Regions from separate parts of the Mus musculus genome. Here regions 2 and 3 are each linked to region 1. The links are chromatin contacts, called in public HiChIP or PLAC-seq and promoter capture Hi-C maps. All regions are on one chromosome and are shown on one strand. The core of a region is the stretch at or near the end of the contact, and the rest is flanking DNA. Distances in the headings are between cores, read along the strand shown.

Evidence for each region. Promoter capture Hi-C pulls out the DNA fragments that hold promoters and counts their contacts. HiChIP or PLAC-seq counts read pairs in DNA pulled down with a chosen protein or histone mark.
Region 2: a contact with region 1 is called in a promoter capture Hi-C map of hippocampal neurons, with 11 times the contacts expected there. The contact joins the enhancer-like site here to the promoter of Ercc4 in region 1. A contact is called at or near these places in 2 of 39 promoter capture datasets (3T3-L1-derived adipocytes and hippocampal neurons), 2 of 115 datasets of contacts at active chromatin or transcription factors (astrocytes and embryonic stem cells) and 1 of 9 other capture datasets (embryonic stem cells).
Region 3: an H3K27ac HiChIP or PLAC-seq map of acute myeloid leukemia shows a contact between it and region 1, with 22 times the contacts expected there. The contact joins the enhancer-like site here to the promoter of Ercc4 in region 1. A contact is called at or near these places in 8 of 39 promoter capture datasets (the 3T3-L1 cell line, 3T3-L1-derived adipocytes, cranial neural crest and 4 more) and 4 of 115 datasets of contacts at active chromatin or transcription factors (acute myeloid leukemia, astrocytes, embryonic midbrain and 1 more).

What each region holds. Positions count from the first base shown.
Region 1 is chr16:13,107,723-13,111,441 of GRCm38.p6, reverse strand. It overlaps Ercc4 (excision repair cross-complementing rodent repair deficiency, complementation group 4), which reads right to left and starts at 1,706. Exons shown (of 11, transcript NM_015769.2): 1 at 1,301-1,706. The coding sequence starts at 1,507.
Region 2 is chr16:11,823,583-11,827,355 of GRCm38.p6, reverse strand. The region is part of intron 3 of Cpped1 (calcineurin-like phosphoesterase domain containing 1); the gene reads left to right. Among named protein-coding and RNA genes, the nearest start is that of 4833415N18Rik, 46 kb to the right of the region's middle. Within about 2 kb of position 2,350, at least 30 of the 459 cell types and tissues checked have an H3K27ac peak or open chromatin away from gene starts, as enhancers often do. A contact at or near this core is called in hippocampal neurons, where this site is marked.
Region 3 is chr16:11,658,274-11,662,334 of GRCm38.p6, reverse strand. Snx29 (sorting nexin 29) reads right to left here. Exons shown (of 21, transcript NM_028964.4): 18 at 1,708-1,789. Among named protein-coding and RNA genes, the nearest start is that of Gm32100, 77 kb to the right of the region's middle. Within about 2 kb of position 2,769, at least 37 of the 459 cell types and tissues checked have an H3K27ac peak or open chromatin away from gene starts, as enhancers often do. A contact at or near this core is called in acute myeloid leukemia and pre-B cells, where this site is marked.

The sequences.
Region 1 (3,719 bases), core at 457-2,956:
AAAAGTTTTCTACTCTTCCGAAGATCCTGAGTTCAAATCCCAGCAACCACATGGTGGCTCACAACCATCCATAATGAGATCTGACTCCCTCTTCTGGAATGTCTGAAGACAGCTACAATGTACTTACATATAATAAATAAATAAATTATTAAAAAAAATCTTTAAAAAAAGTTTTCTACTACCTAGAAACTACTTCCAGCCAAAGTCGGGTTTTGAGACAAGGGATTCCTCTCTGCAGACAACACTTTAGACTGTTAGATCAGTATTGATACTTCCTAGAGAGATGCCAGAATGTCCATAGGTCCAATGGCCCATTAGTCTCTCAGTCTAATGCCACTTTTCTGGGCATCTTACATTGCACAAAGTACCATGCCAAGCACTGTAGATTCCTGGGGAATCCAACAGGGCCTCAGCCTTTAAAGGAGTTGTTAGTGACTCTTCTCAGCTGACATTTTCTTCCTGGCCACTACACCTAGGGGATCATCAGATTCATCATGCTAGGCTATGTCCACATCTCTCAACATCCGCAGCAAGGCATGTCTCATTCCACTGTCCTCAGGATCACCTGTTCTCTGTAACCCAGATTGATCGCTCCCTTAGCTTTAACTTCTGCACCCCCACCCCCATTTCCCTAATCCCTCTTCTTTTGTTAAGTCTCAAGGTCTCCTTTTCTACTAGAAAGTAATAACTCTCAGAGACCCTATCATCCTCGTCATTGTCCTTTTAGGGACCACACTCTGTCCTCCAAACACCCTTATATCCAACTTCAAACTCAAACACTATTCCTACCCAGATTCTGATACCGTCTCTCCTTTGCAGTGCAATTCAATCCACTACTCTACCTCAATGTGTAGCCTACTCGCCCCTCTCCTTTTCAGTGTTAAGGAGTGTGTGGGACCCGTATTCTCAGTGTCCTCAAACTGTGTCTGGGCCCTGTATTCAATGCTCTCCCATGTCAATAGAGGAACCCAAGACTTTCTTGGGATGCATTCTATACTTGGCAGTCATCCCGCAGTGTCAGAGTCCAGGATCTCCTTCCAGGACCCTCACTCAATGCCCTCCCTTGTCGTGGCAGCCACTTCAATTTCCCTGGGGTTCCCTTCCCTCCTTCGCAGCGACTTGGAACTGTGTAGGTGCCCCGCATCTCCCCCCTGGGATCTTAATTCATTCCCTTTCGTGCCCTGTTTAAGATCTGCATGGGCTCGGAGTCCCTGCAACCGTACAGCTCCGCGTTCCTACCGCGCCGATCTCGCATCGGATGTCCCCCAAACCCTTGGGTCTACCCATCCCGCAGTCGCACCTCCTCGGCCGGCTGCGTGTTGAGCACCAGCACCAGGCAGGCCGGGTGGCAGTGAAGCCGCAGGAAATGGTAGAGGAGCCGGTCGGTGCCGAGTCCGCGGGCACACACCACCAGCCCGTCGCTGTCGAGCAGTTCCAGCACCTGCTGCCTCTCGTACTCCAACAGCGGCGCCATACTCCGCCGTTCGCCCGACAGGCCTGGCTCCATGGGCGCCCTTCCGGGACCGCGGCCGCACGCTGACGGAAAGAGCCGAGTCCAGCCGAACGCTGGCCGAACGCAGGGAGAGACGCCAGGGCCGAAGGAGCGCAGAACAGATGTAACTGCAATGGCCGACTGAGAGAGGCCGGATGTAGCCGAAGGGAGCCGAGTTCAAGAGAGCCAACCGATTGTAGCCGAAAAGGAATCGAGGCGGGGACAAGTGTGGCCGGAATGTGCCCGAGCCCAGGGCAGGTCTACCCGAACTCAGCCGAGAGGCGCAGAAAGCGTTAGCGCGCGTGCGCGCGCGTGTGTTTAGGTTCCCCATCCTTTGGCTCTCTAGACCTAGGCATAAACTAACAAAATGCAAACAGAGAAGTCTAATCCGCGTAATCCTCCAATACCGACAGTTCAGAATGTTGCTGTCAGTATTCCAAGTGCATCCAGAATCGACATCGTTTTCCTAGTGTGAGGGTTTTGTCTCTACTTTTGCAAGTATTCCTCCCCCTCCCCGCCTTGAAAATTTTTAATAAGCACAATACCTTATGAGTTTCAGTCTCTTGTTTGCAAAGGTCTTGAACTCAGTAAGTTATTTTACAAAGCCTCCATCAGGTGCCAGTTGCAGCCGCGTTCCTTCCACTAGAGGGACATCTTGGGTCGTGTTTGTAACTACCTAAAAAAACCTCCAGGTAAGCAATCTAGGAGGCATTCTCTCTCAGAATTCTCCATTCCCCTTTATTTTCAGCCCATACGAAATACAAATGAAGGCAAAATAGGATTGTTCCATTACTCAGGAATAACCATGGTTAACAACATACTTTTGCGTGCCCCCTACCCTCTGCCGCTGCTCAGTTTGTGCGGCTGCTTGCCTGCTTAATTATATGAAATAATAAACAACCAAGATTCGAAACCAGATTTTTGGTTTCTCCAGGTGGGACAGGCTATCTCACTTGTTGAAGTAAATTCAAGGCCAGCCTGAGCTAGAGATGGAGACCTCCAGCACAAATATAAAGGGTGTTAGGATGTAACTTAGTGGTAGATCCTGAGTTCCGTCACAAATTTTCCCTAAATCTCTGTCCTTTATGTGGCTGGGTTTTCTGTAATGTGGAGGCATATACTTGTCTAGTTACTGGAGAACGTTTAGTTGGCTCCCACTCCTCCCACCAGCACGCAACATAGCATTTCACTAGCTTAGTTCATACAGAAGTTCACTCAAACCCTCAAGGTACGTTTCTCGAATGGACGATTAGTGGGAGAAAAAGGACACATTTATTTGAGTTTGCTCGACCTTCATTACATTGCCTTCCCGTTTACCAATCTCCCTTCACATCAGCCGCTGCAAGTGGATTTGTTTTCTCTCTCTCCTCTGCTTCTTCCAGCGTTTTCCTTCTGTCTAGTCACAGTTAAAAGAGCATCTAATAATTTCTGCATCTTCCTGAAGTGGACAGAGATGCCTGCAGACGCTTTCCGCGCAGCATGTCTGGGAGCCAGGAGATAATGCCTGCAGTTCAACAAGCCGGTTATATAATCAGGCAAGGCCACAGAGCTGGATGGTATGTTTCTTAGCGTTGGTTCAGGGTACAGTAAGTAGTTACTCAGCACACATTCAGAGGTGGGTGTGTGGGTGTGTGGGTGATTCCTCCCAGGTTGTGGCAGGCAGAATAATGCAACCCAAAGATTGAATTCCCAGAACCTATTATTTTTCATGGCAAAGGAGACTTCACAGATGTCATTGAGCTAAACTCTTGAGATGGAGAAATGATATTGACTTATCCAGGTATGCCCAATATAATCATAAAGATGTGCTTAGGGGCAAAGGAGAGGCAGGGGACTTAGCTTCAAAGGGGACTGTGAAGGAGAAACTAAGGTCAGAATGAGGTAGAAAGTGCCAGGAACAGAGCGTTGAGGAGCTGAGGAACTCCTGCGTTCTCCCTTGGGAAGCCAAGACGTATCCCAGCCACCCCCAACAACCCACTGTTGGGGGACGTTGCATTTTTGTTATTTTAAACCTCTGTGTTTATGGTGCTTTGTTGCAGCAATAATGGGAAAGGGATGTACACGCTTTTCTTATTTTGACCACACTGAACTTTGAAGATGAAGTTCTCCGCTTATCCAAACAAACAAACAAGCAAGCAAATGAATAAAACTGCAGATAGGACCGTTCGAGGGAGAGGTTATTTTAGAAGGTCAAGGTTTATTGAAAATTCAGGCGTATACAGAGTGA
Region 2 (3,773 bases), core at 1,101-3,600, 1.3 Mb after region 1:
TTGTGTCACACCCTTGTAAGAAATGAATTGCTTCATTTAGTTGCTGCAGGAAGGAGCAAGAGTTGAAGTTGGAAGTGGTCTATCTCAAGAGCCAAAATTTGTTAAGCAAAAAAACAACAACAAAACAACTTCTGGTCTTCTCTTACTCATGGTCCACTGTGAAACCCAATAGGCTCTTCTGTACTTCTGGGGCATTTTACAAAAAGCTTGTGTTATCAGAGACATTCTCCAACTGTTCTGTGGAGATGATGTTGGGAAACTCCTATTGAAGGCCTTTGATATCTCAGGCCATGCTTGAGTTAGTGTGGAAAGCATTTCTGAAGCCAGGGAAGCAGAGTTAATATCAGGATGGCATCTGCTCCACCAGAGAGACCGTTTTACATCAGAGAATATCCAGTTCTTCCACCACACGTGGATGCATATAAATGATGCAAACTCAGTTCCCAACTGCTGGTTGTTCATCATGCTGTCAGCATTCTCGAGTGGCACAAGGGTCTGAGCTGCCCATCCCAGGACAGAGCACATGCCATCTCTGAGAATGTCCAGATGCTGAGAGGATCCACAGTGCTAACAGGGTGCCTGTGGAGGAAGTGTGGTAAAACTACCCAGAGCCTGTGGGACACAACAGCTGGAGCAGGGTTTCTTGTCAGCACATCCCCTGAGGACTGTGTGTGCTTCTGAAGTGAATCCCATGGCCCCATCCTGTGAAGGTTGATGTCTACAGCTGGTTGGTGCCTTTGTGTAGGACCAACCCTGTCCCTAGGCAGAACTAAATAGGAAGCCAAATTATGATCCAAAAGTTGGTTTGTAAGCGTGAAACTTGGTGGTGTTTTCCATTCTTGATGGTTTTAGACCTGCATCCTGTGGACTCTGGGTCCAGTAGGGTCTCCTTGCCTGGCAGGACTGTGTTCATTTGGGGCCTTTTTCTGCTTCCTTCATATTGAATCAGCTCCAGCCAGGCCCTCTGTACATTCTCCAACCCCTGCACAAGGTCCAGCTCTTCCTTCAGCTTGCCCTTCCCAGAAGTCCTTTCCTTTTGCTCTGGCTGTGAGACCAACTCAGGTTTCTACCTTTTTGGTATAAAGCTCTTCTCCCCTCCAGTTCCTGGTCAGCGTTGTCTTGATCCAGCTCTTGTCAGTTGGACATGCTGAGTCTCTCACTAGACTGTCAGCTCCTTGAAGGTCCATCTGCCCTGCCTTTAGGTATGACTCAGGGCTCGGCTCACAGGAAGGCCTCTGTGATGTGGATGGAGTGCAGGGCAGGAAGGAAAGTCTTTACCTCATCCAGCCCTCCACGGCCCGCTGACAGAGCTCAATGGTGTCCAGGACACACTCTATGACAAGCGCAATGGAGAAGACTCCATCTCATATTGTCTGTCCTGTGCCTTCCACATCGTAAGGTGTGCGGCCTTTGTCTTTCCTCCCTGCCTTTCATCTAGGTCACTCAGTAATCTGTTTCTCCTGCAGCCCTTCTTTGCCCCTAGCCTTAGGATCCTCACCTAAATCTACTTCAAGTAGCACTAAAGAGCTCGAAGCCCCTCCTACTGTGGGTCTCCATTGCGTGCTAAGCCTGGCCATCAGACACAGAACAAACAGGCAACATCTGCAGTTGCAGTTTCTGTGTGGACAGAACCGCGCCGTGCTGCTAGGTTGGGAGGCTTGGATGGCAAGCCCTGTATATGTGTGTCTCAGGGGCAGGGCAGGGCTGCTACTTGACCAGGCAGAATGTGGACAGTGGCTGAAGCCACAGCAAGAGAACTTGAACCCATTTTGGAAAGTCAGGCAGTCAGTGATATTTTGTAAAATGTATTAACTTAAAGACCGTGATAAAGCTGGGGTGACAGTGGCAGGTGGTATTTAATGTTGCCTCTAGCTTTTGTCCCCACAGCAATAGTATTTCCTAATACTATTTCAGTCTCGGTTTTCTCCTTGTGCTAAAATGCCAGTGCTCAAAAATATGTCAGAAGCTCATCAGATGATCAGGGTAGCTTTTAATTACAATAATTGTGTTGTTATAAAATATCCTTTTAAAGAATACATCCCTCCCCAAGCCACTGTGGGGATAAAAACCCTGCTTCCTTCCAGTAAGTTTAATGAATAATTCTGAATCATTGTGTGGGATGAATAAATGATTTAATAATGAGCATCAACAATCATCTCCCATTGTTGCATTAATTTTTGTAAATGGGATGAGGTAAATGAGGAGGAAGGGCTGTCACCATACAATAGACCACCATTTGTGTAGGAATGTGCTCTGTGATCCAAAAGATGAAGAGCTTCCAACCTCAGGTTTCCCTAGAAACGGATGCTTCCTGTTTCTACTTTTGAAGTCATTGACGGGGGTGGGGAGCGTCTTTGTATGGAACAGAAACACTGTCAGTAACTGGTGGAAATAAACAGGTATCAGGGCAGGACAGGCGCCCAAATGTGAAGCAGCGCTGCTTATTCGCAGTCTTCTTTGCTCGGCCTGGGGATAATCAGTTTCATCATATCCCAGGGATGCAGAAATTGGTTTCCCCCTAATTCACCTGATACCGAACTGGAGTCACAAAGACAGAGCGTAGATAATGAAACCTGGGTGGAAGGTGGAGGTCGGCTCGTCCCTCAGGCCTCTCTCAGCAGCAGGTTAGTGTGTGACCCAGTTAATGCCGATTGCAGTTTAAATTTCCCATCTTAAAAAAGAGAAAACAGGGAAGTCTCTGGCTGCCCATGTTTCCCCTTGATGTCTCGGCGATACCTTTTCTTTCCTCTCATTCTCCTCACAGAGCTTAAGGATGGTGTATTAAAGAGCCCGGGGCACATTTGGCAATTATAAAAAATTCCAGCAAGTTGATCTTTCTTGCAAAAGTTAATGAGTAATTTCACAGAATTCGTTTCATCTCTAGTATTTGTGTGCTTTTTAACAGAGAAACAGAAAGAAAGGGCGAGCTCTCAGCCCTTGGTTGCAGCCTTAGGATTTCAAGTTTTTAGAGAAGGTGGAGGTCAGACTGCATTACAGACAGAGGAGAACTTTAGGCCGTCTGTCTCACCACTACCACAGCTGTCTATATCCTGATGCTACCAGGAAGTGGATTCTGCTTGTGTTCATTAGAGGAAGTCCAACCCTGAGCCTGTCACACACTAGTGACCCCTTGATAAAGACTCACCGTTTAACAGGGACAGAGCCTGGCCTGGGTCACATCTCCCTAGCAGCAGCATTGCCGGGATGCCCACACTGCCTATAATGGCCAGCTGAGATCTGGATGGGAGACACACTTCCTAGAGCACTGCATCTTAAACTGAGATGTGCCCACATATGGGGTCACACTACTGAATATGGGATGGGAGACAGGAAAAGAAAACACACAGTGATCAAAAACTAACTCAGAATCAAACCCATCCCAACTGGAAGTGTTTCCAGCAGTATTAGCACCGTGCTGTATTGTCTGCAGTACACAGCATCCTTGCCGCCTTGGTCCTTAACACTCAGTGTGTGCACTTAGCATTATGCACACCATCACACCATGCGACACCCGCAGATGCTGCTGCCCAAAGTGTCTTTGCTCAAATTTGAGATTATTATATGTTATGAATTACAGGGTGTTCTTAAATGTACATGTAAAGTGTTCTGCTCTTATAGGAACATAATAGCTTAATTGCAGAAAACAAAGATGATTGTTTTCAACTCTCATTGCTTAGCGTGTAAGAACCAAATTAATGTATCTCTGGGTGGGGTTGTGTCAGGATGGGTTATTTTAAAAACTATTGTTTGAGTTGCTGACTGAGTTTCCTTTA
Region 3 (4,061 bases), core at 1,520-4,019, 1.5 Mb after region 1:
TCTCTAACCTGCAGCTCACAAGCCACATGTGTTCCAAAATAGTGATGACGGTCGCTCAACATGTTGTAGATAACAATATTGCCCTGTAACGTCAGAGAGTTTGGCACCCATCCTGGAAGCAGTACAACAGTGGTTCTCAGCCCAGGGGTCTTGCAGAAGCACTATTTGGGAGATGCTCTCCCCAACGCTCTGCCATCCGAATTCCAGGTGCTCTCTCCTAAACTTCCAGTGCACATGAGACCCTGCTACCCCCTCCCTGGGAGACACAGTTCTCAACCTGCATGGCCCCATCGAAGCTTCTGCAACAACATGGCCACCACAGGCACAGCTAGTAAGCACCACACGACTAGTGTGACCAAGGAGCAGATGTGTTCAATCTATTTGGCTTTAAATAACTTCAATATAAACAGCTGTGTGTACCTAGTGGCTGTGGTGGGGGGACAGAAGCTGCACAGGGCTCCTCACAGGCATGGGGCCATGTGTGTAGTTATGCCCTCAGCTGCCTGAAAAAGATGTCCCTTGACAACTGCCACAGGATGTAGTGGAAGATGGACTGTTCCAGCCTTCCTCACTGGTGAAGCCACACATGGAGGTTTCTTTTTTAGCTTCCGGTAAGGAATTAGCATCTTTTCTTGTTGTTAGCAATGGAATTTATTACTCAAAATAGCCAATTGCATTTCCATTTCACGATGGCTGCCAGCCCATGGGAAGCTCAAATAACTGGGAAGACCTTGTTGGACGTCAGAATAAATACAGTTTCTGCTTTTTTTTTTTCTTTTAAAACCTTTGAGTTTACATTTTATTCTACCCTGGTATATTTCTCTCTTTTTTTTTAAATCATTCTTTTCTATATTTTTCTCTAGAAGTTATCTTGAATCTAAATAATATGCATTTTAAAAAATCTTGTAAGCAATGCCCAGTGGTACCGTTATTTAAGTACTTCTATCCATTATCAGTGCCATGGAAAACACTACACAAAGCTTTCTAAAATGTTTGTGAACATCAACTAGAAGCACTGTAAGACAAAGGCAAATACCCATGTTATATACAGAACTAAAAACACAAACATAAAAATCCCCCCAAGTCTGACTGCAGACCAGATCCAAATTGTACCAGGCCTGCAGAGCTAAACCCTAAAGCAGTCATGTGAACAGAGCTTAGACACTGAGGCACTGAGTGGAGACATCTGCACTCTTTGCTTATCAAGCATCTAGGGCTCTTTTCTTTTGCAATGGGTAACTTAACTGGGCATGGTAGCACATGCCTGTACTCCACACACTTGCAAATTCAAGGCCAGCCTAGGCTATATACCAACATCCTTAAAACAACAACAAAAGCATAGTCTTGTTTCATTTCGGGCATCATGTCCCATCTGCCCACTCTCAGACATGTGGTTGAGTGAGATCAGTGCCAACCCAGGTACCAGCAGTGGGTACAGGGAGCCAGATTGGGCCAGCTATGAAAATCAAAATCCATCACCTAACCCCAAGATTCAGCCATAGACCAGAGATCCAAGAAGGACTATGATATGGTCCAGGCCTTGGCTGAAGCCATGCAGAAGGCTGAGTATACGGTGCTGCTGGGAAACAGCCATCAAGCCACAGACAGAAATCAACAGCAACACTAGCACTAGGCAGGAAATGGTGCCAACATGCAAAGCACCATGGCTCCACAACCATGATGTCTACACAAAGCCCAGGCACTTACCTGATACACATGGAACGCATTGGCTGCTTTGCCTCGGAGAAACACAGACGGGATCCAGACATTGATCAGTGCCCGATTTGATCTGACCAGAATAAAGAGATGAGAGGGGCCATTTTTATTTGCAAAAGAAACCAAAAAACAAAATACAAACAAAAACAAAAAAACAAAAGCAGGCTAAGGGACTATTTTCTCCAATAAAAGGCATTTCAAATAAGACACTTATACAACAAACATGTATTATCCAAGATTCAAGATAATTTCTAAAGAAACATATAGAAAAGAATGATCAAAAGAAGGTAAAATATACCAGAAGAAATATATACCAGAAAGGAGATATATATATATATACATATATATATATATATACACACACACACATACACACACACATATATATATATGTGTTTTTTATGCCTTTATATATATATATATATATCTCATATTCATATGATATATATATATACATATATGAATATGAGAATATATATATAAGGCACACACACATATATGTATATGTATATGTATTTATTTAAACTTACATATGTAGTGTATTCTCAAGAATAAAATGTTTGATCTTCAGTTCTTACCAGCTAAGTGGCCTTGACCTAGGATGCAGCTGAAACTCAGCCACATCTGATAAAGGAGCAGTAGCAGGGAGCCACGGGAGGCCACCCTATGGTACCACCTCCTCTACACTGCCTGATTTCTGACCTTGATCTCCATTTCTACACAATAGCTCACAGAAGCAATACCTGTGGTTTTGAAAGTGACTTGGGATTGAGGGAGAGACAATATAAAATAATAAATTAGAAAAACTCAGATGCCAGGTACAGATACCCTCTTTAGATGTCTCCAAAATACTGCATATAATGCATTTGTGCTTTAATTCAGTGTTCAACTTGACACAACTGAGGAACTGTTTCCATTGGTCTGGCCTGTGAGCATGTCTATGAGGCACGTTCTTAATTGCTAACTGAAGCAAGAGGACCAGTCTGCGACAGACGTCATTCCCGGGTAGATGGGTCTGGGTTGTAACAGGGAGGTAGAGAATGAGAGGAAGCAAGCTAGCAAGCATTGCTCCTCTGTGGTTTCTGCTTCAAGCTGCTGCCTGAGTTCCCGGATGATGGGCAGTAACACATAAGTCAATAAGCCTTTTCTCCCCAGGTTGCTTTTGGTCATGGTATTTATCATGGCAACAGAGATGGTCACTAGGACAAGCAGTCTAAGACAAGCAAGATGTAAGCTGCACTACATGGAGGCATGGGTCAGTGGCAGAGCACTTGCCTAGCATAAGCCAGTGCCTGGGCTCCATCTGCAGCACCATCAGAATAGGAAACCTCAAATGCAAATTCATTTCCTGAGGACATTAACTGCACAGCTCCATGTTCATGTACACTGACTCACTCAATGCCCATGAAAACTACTTAAGATGCATTTGAGGGCATTTTGGCTATATGGCAGCTCTGCCTTATGGTACGACTTAGGGTACACAGTGCCTAACCTGCCACAGCTCCATTAACCTGAAAGTAGGGACTATGGCTCTCCAGGGAGAGGAGCCTTCCCTGAGCACCCCTGCTCAGAGCTTGTCAGCTTCCTGAGCTTGTAGCATAGGCCAGTGGTTTTTGAAAAACTCTACAACCTTCATGTTCTCACAGCCTCCAGAGTGAAAAGCATTCTATCTTCATGCACACACACACACACACACACACACACACACACACACACACACACACACACACACTAACCCTCAGGTAAGCAGCCCTGGCACTTGTACACTCGGCCAAGGTGGTGATCTCCTTCCAGGGGACAAGCAACCTGAGTGATGTATTCAGGATTGAAAACACAATCAACAATTCTGAGCCATCAAATTGGCCTGTGTATCCCGTGGTACTCCACAGGAAAAGGTCCCAAACCCAGACAGGAGTACAGAGTAGCAACACCCTGGTTCTGCTCTGTTCCCCACAGTGCTAAGGCCAGTGATCCTGCAGGGCCAAAGCAGGTGTCTCTATACTGGGTCACATGTTCTAATTACAGACCATTTACTGCACTGTTGGAAATGACTATCTATGTGACTCTCCTGCATATCATCTCTGCTGGTCCTCTAGTCCTCCCCCTATCTATCACTCATCTGTTCATAGAACAAGTGTCCAGCTAGGACCTTCTACAAGGCACATACAATGCAAAGCATAAGAGACAGAGGAGCTGAAAAAACAGACATAGCTCTCTCCTTCATGGAGTATCTTGTTCACCATGAAAGCTGCAAATTATACAAATTATTCTACATGGACAAAGGAAATAGTATGATTTGAGTTTTAAAATTTTATTGAGACATGGTCTAACCTGGAGATTGTCTC